Regions from separate parts of the Pan troglodytes genome. Here region 2 is linked to region 1. A link is a contact called in public capture Hi-C data. All regions are on one chromosome and are shown on one strand. Each heading gives the region's core, a stretch centred on a gene start, on an enhancer-like site or on the middle of the called end of the contact. The rest is flanking DNA. Distances are from core to core; before and after follow the strand shown. Region 1 has its middle 190 kb from the start of RGS3. Region 2 has its middle 7.0 kb from the start of RGS3.

Evidence for each region. Capture Hi-C pulls out chosen DNA fragments and counts their contacts.
Region 2: a capture Hi-C map of stem cell-derived neural stem cells shows a contact between it and region 1, with 5 times the contacts expected there. The contact joins two enhancer-like sites. A contact is called at or near these places in 6 of 7 Hi-C or Micro-C datasets (blood, induced pluripotent stem cells, a lymphoblastoid cell line and 2 more) and 1 of 1 other capture datasets (stem cell-derived neural stem cells).

The regions. Positions count from the first base shown.
Region 1 is chr11:24,790,250-24,792,949 of NHGRI_mPanTro3-v2.0_pri, forward strand. No RefSeq gene overlaps it. Among named protein-coding and RNA genes, the nearest start is that of RGS3, 190 kb to the right of the region's middle. Within about 2 kb of position 1,347, at least 11 of the 24 cell types and tissues checked have an H3K27ac peak or open chromatin away from gene starts, as enhancers often do. A contact at or near this core is called in stem cell-derived neural stem cells, where this site is marked.
Region 2 is chr11:24,990,270-24,992,969 of NHGRI_mPanTro3-v2.0_pri, forward strand. No RefSeq gene overlaps it. Among named protein-coding and RNA genes, the nearest start is that of RGS3, 7.0 kb to the left of the region's middle. Within about 2 kb of position 1,307, at least 3 of the 24 cell types and tissues checked have an H3K27ac peak or open chromatin away from gene starts, as enhancers often do. A contact at or near this core is called in stem cell-derived neural stem cells, where this site is marked.

The DNA.
Region 1 (2,700 bases), core at 97-2,596:
GTGGGTTGGTTCTGTCCCCACGGCTAGCCCGTCAGGATTCCTGAGGATAGGGGCCCTCCACAGCACCCTCTCCTCCCCATCCTTTCCAACTCATGGGACAGGAGGCTATACAGTCATCTTGGATGATCTGAGGGCAGGAGACTGTCCAGGATGGTCTACTTGGCTGGGCTGGGAGGAGAGTAGCACACTGGGTTTGTGGCCATCATCCGCGAGGCCCTGGATGTCAAAACTTCTAAATTTTGCCTTACAGTGTTAAAGGGCAGGCTCTGGAACGACATTGCCTGGATTGAGTCCTAGCTCCACCACTGAGCAGCTGAGTGACCTTGGGTAAGCTACCTAGGCTCTCTGTGCTTTATTTCCCCATGTGCAAAACAAGGATAATAGTAGGGCTGTTGTAGCGTATATGTAAAAAGCGCTGAGTTCAGCAGCACATGGCAGAGCAAGGGCTTATAGAGTTATTAGCTACAATTGTTACTACCAGGTTCAAATCTAGCTGCATCTCTGTGATCTTGTACAAGTCAGTTAACATCTGGACCACCAAAGCCCAGCCACTGTCCCCTGGCATCTTGAGTGTGCTTGTGCACACACACACACAATGGATTTTGTTTTGTTTTGTTTTGTTTTGTTTTGTTTTGTTTGAGACGGGGTCTTGCTCTGTCGCCCAGGCTGGAGTGCAGTGGTGCGATCTTGGCTCACTGCAACCTCCACTTCCCAGGTTCAAGCAATTCTCCTGCCTCAACCTCCCGAGTAGCTAGGACTACAGGCGTGCGCCACCACACCTGGCTGATTTTTGTATTTTTAGTAGAGATGGGGTTTCGCCACGTTGGCCAGGCTTGTCTCGAACTTCTAACCTCAAGTGATCTGCCCGCCTCAGCCTCCCAAAGTGCTGGGATTACAGGCATGAGCCACCGCGCCTGGCCCACACAAAATGTTTGTTCACTTGTTTACTATCTGCCTTCCCTATTGCAGACCTGAACGTAAGCTCCATGAGGCAGCGCGTTGCCGTTCATCAGTGAAGCACCAGCTCCCAACAAAGTGTCTGGCAAATAATAGGTGCTCAGTCATTATTCGACAAACAAATGAACAAATGTGGACCTTCTTCATTTGTCAAACAGGGGATGATCATTCCTCTCTCACAAGGCTACTGTTGGAAATGAACGAGATCACAGCACATGGAAGCCACACTCAGTTTTCCTCCACGAGTGGGAGAAGCATCTGAGGACGGCTATCTTGGAAGTGGACGCCAGGAGGCAGCAAAGGGCCAAGTCACTCAGGACACACTTAATCCTTGCCAAGGATTTCCAACCCACCAGCAAGCAGGAAGAGGGAGCAGAAAAGAGACGAGGGGGGCCCTCTTGCAGCTCCTGCCAAGTGCCAGGGAGCTGTAGGCTCTCGTGGAGCAGATTGATGTACCTCACTCGTTCCTTCAGCAAGACTTAATTGAGTCACAGAGAGGTAAACAGACAGATTCTCACTCTCGTGGAGCTCTGAGCCTAGCAAGGAGACAGTCTCTGGACACAATTAAAGGAAGGTGTCTGCGCTGAAGGCAGCAGGCCTTCAAGTTTCCTTGAGCACAATGACCCTGTATTTTAGGCTGAGATGTGATAGCTGAGCAAGAGTTAACCAGGTGAAGAGGAAGGGAGGTGGTGAGAGCTTCAGACAGAGGGAACAGCCTGTGCAAAGGCCCCAAGGCAGGAAAAGGCAAGTCCATTTCATCTTTGGCCCAGAGACAAAAAGTGACTCTCCAAGATCACACATTGAGAAGCAGAGCCCTGCTTTCTGGCTCTCCCTCCAGGCTCCGTCCCTCATCCCTAGTTTCCCTTCCAACAAGCTTCATCTCTGCTGTAGCAGCAGCTGGGCCGGAGGCAGAGGAATTTTGGCCCTGACACAGCCTGACCCAACTTCCCCAGAATATGAGCTCATAAGAGATTTTAATTTTGATGTCTAGACTAAGACAATGACCAAATGTCCTAGGGCGAATGAGGCTGATAAGAGCCTATATTTGGGGAAACGAGGCAGCCCTCTCTGTTATCATGTTTCAGAGTGGCCCTTGGCCAGGGCAAGGGGGCTGCGGAGGCCGGCGGAGCTAAGCATGGAGGTTTCTAACACAGTGAGGGCATTGGCTGGGACTCAGAGATGCTTGGAAAGTTGCAGTTAAGACTGACCCTCATCTAGATGAGCATTCCAAGGAGCCTTAGCTTGGGACAGGGCAACCCTGTTTTATCAGTGGGAATAGATAAGGTTATACTGGAAACAAAACAACTGCTAAATCCAAGAGGCTTCAAACCATAAAGATATATTTCTCATACAGAGTCAACTCCATGCTGGCTGGGCGTGGCCCCTGGGTACCAGGCCAGGAGGAGAGCAAGGGAAAATTTGGAGCATCTGCAATTGAATGCTTCCACCCAGTGGCCACAGCCAGCTGCGTCCATGCCCAAGGTCAAGGTGGTGGCTTGGTGCTGTCATCCCGTGTGCTGGAGGAGGAAGAGGCCCAGGGACATAAAGCAAGCACGGGCGTCCATCTCCCCACCGTGGCATGAATAGAGATGCCTGGGAAGCCACAGTGGGAGCTGGATCTCATTTAGCCAGTTGTCCCAAAAAGACAAGGCCTTGGGCTGGGCAACCTACCTTGGACAGTTGTGTCATTCATGAGCAATTACTCTCTGCCCCGTGCTCTGGGGGTGTTAGGACATTTAATCC
Region 2 (2,700 bases), core at 57-2,556, 200 kb after region 1:
AAGGTTGGGTGACCCATGTGCCATCCAAGTGAAGATGTCAAGTGAACAGTTGAACATAATGGTCTGAAGCTCAGCAAAAAATACTTAGGCTAGAAATATAGATTTAGGAATTCCCTGTGAGGCCATGGGCATGCATAAGACAGCCCACAGGGAATGTTTAATGTGAGAAAGCTCAGGACAGAACCAAGAGTAGTACCAACTGAAAAAACAGGCAGAGGAAGAAAGGCCTGAAAGGGGAAGGAAAAGTCAGGGGATGTATTAAGAAGGAAATAATAGTCAACAGTGTCAAATATTGTTAAGAGGTCCAGTAGGTGTAATAACTGAGAAGTGTCCATTAGATTTAGCAACAAGACAGTCCCTGTTGACCTTTCATCCCAGAATAAAATGCTGGGGGGCAACAACTTCACATGAATGAAAAGGTACCAAATTTACTCTAAAAGGAAAAACACCCTGGACTCCAAGCCAGACGATATTCTTAGGTCAGGTTTTTTTCATGTCCTAAATTTAACCAGCTGGAATGCTTTGTTAGGTGGTATTTTATTCACCCTTGAAATGAAGGATTTGCCTTTTAAAAGTGTCTCTGTAATTCATCTTCAAGGTAGAACAAGGTAGTATCTTTGGGTTAATTGTTCTCTACAGAAACAGATGCTGGTTGCTGTAAATACCACTGAGGAACTTTAATGTGCCCCAGATGTAGAAGCCTCTAGTGACCTAAATACACAAACAGGGACTAAAGAGAACCAAGTAAAAGATTCAAGATTTCAAGTGTAAGCGGAGAGATACTGCTTCAAAGTGGAAGAGACCAAACCTTCACCACCAAAGGAATGTGAACTAGTAAGTTGAGTCCAAAGATAAAAGCTAAAGACTTGATAAGAGCCAGAAAAGCAGAGTGCCCGGTCTCTGCTAGAATGACTCAGCACCCTCGCAGTTAGGCTGGAAGCCCTTTCAGCCTCTTCAAGAGCTGCTTTTCCTGGCCTGATAATGAGCAACTTGGCCTGGCATAATCCTACATTCCAGAGGCCCTCCGTTTTTCAAAATTAAAAAACAATATAGACTTCTGTTTCCAGCCAAGATGGAATAACAGGAACTGGATTTTCCCTTCACCTGAAACAACTAAAAGACTGGGCAAAATATATGAAACAATGGTTTTTAAGATATTGTACATCAGGCAATGAAGGACAGTGATCCCTGAGAAACAGAAAAGAGACAAGCTGTGCCCTGTGATCAGCCCAGCTTATTCCCGGGAGAGACTTTCCAAAAGGGAGAGGGAACTCAGGCCAACTCCAAATCCCTGAACTGAGAAGTTCGGGAGGCCAAGGCAGCTAGAGTTCCAAGGCAGAGTACCAGAGAGGAGACAGTCACACAAAGAGAGGGCCCCAGAGGTCTCCAGAGGGTCCCCACTCACAACTTCAGCTAAGTGCTAATGAGCTCATGGGTTTGAGGAAAGTATCTCAAGGCTGGGGAAAGAACCACCAAAGAATTACAGGGAACAATCTTTAAAGCTCACACAGGGCCAGGAATAGTTCTTAAGCTCATCAACCAGAGTGGAAAGACCTTCTAATTCCTTAGGAGGTATTAGATAGAATACTCAGAAGGGTCTTCCCTCAGTTGTGGGGAATAATCAACCCTAGATTAAATGCTGTACTTGTCCATCTAAAAAAAAAAAAAAAAAAAAAAATGCTTAAAAGCAAGACCCAAAAGGATCAAACTGTTTCTGATTTTGGTTTTGGTTTTGTTTTGTTTTGTTTTGTTTTTTTTGATACGGTCTCGCTCTGTCGCCCAGGCTGGAGTGCAGTAGCAAGATCTCAGCTCACTGCAACCTCCACCTCCCAGGTTCAAGCGATTCTTATGCCTCAGCCTGCTAAGTAGCTGGGACTACAGGTGTGCACCACCCCACCTGGCTAAGTTTTGTATTTTTAGTAGAGACAGGGTTTCACCATGTTGGCCAGGCTGGTCTCAAACTCCTGACCTCAAGTGATCCACCCACCTCAGCCTCCCAAAGTGCTGGGATTACAGGCATGCACCGCACCCAGCTAGGATCAAACTGTTTCTAAGTAACTTAACTGCATCCCAGAACAAGCTAAAGAATACTTGTAAGAATATAAAAATATCTAGAACCCAAAAAGGTAAAATTTGTTAAATCTGGTATCTAATAAAAAGTGAACAGGTATGGCAAAGAAGCAGAAAAAAATATGAACCATAATAAGGAGAAAATCAATAGAAACCAACCGAGAAATGACATGTTAAGTAGGCCAGGTGTGGTGGCTCACACCTGTAATCCTAGCACATTGAGCGGCTGAGGCAGGAGGATGGCTTGAGGCCAGGAGTCTGAGACTAGCCTGAGCAACTTAGACCCCATCTTTACAAAAACTTTTAAAATTAGCTGGGCATGGTGGCACATGACTGTGGTCCTAGCTACATGAGAGGATGGCTTGAACTCAGGAGTTTGAGGTTGCAGTGAGCTATGATCACAGCCTGGGTGACAGAGCAAGACCCTGTTTAAAAATAAAAATAAAAAAAGAGTATGTGAAGTAAAGACATGGAAGATATATATATTTATTATATTATATAATCATAATGAGTATATTATATAATCATATAATGAGTATATTATATAATCATATAATGAGTATATTATATAATCATATAATGAGTATATTATATAATCATATAATGAGTATATTATATAATCATGAGTAT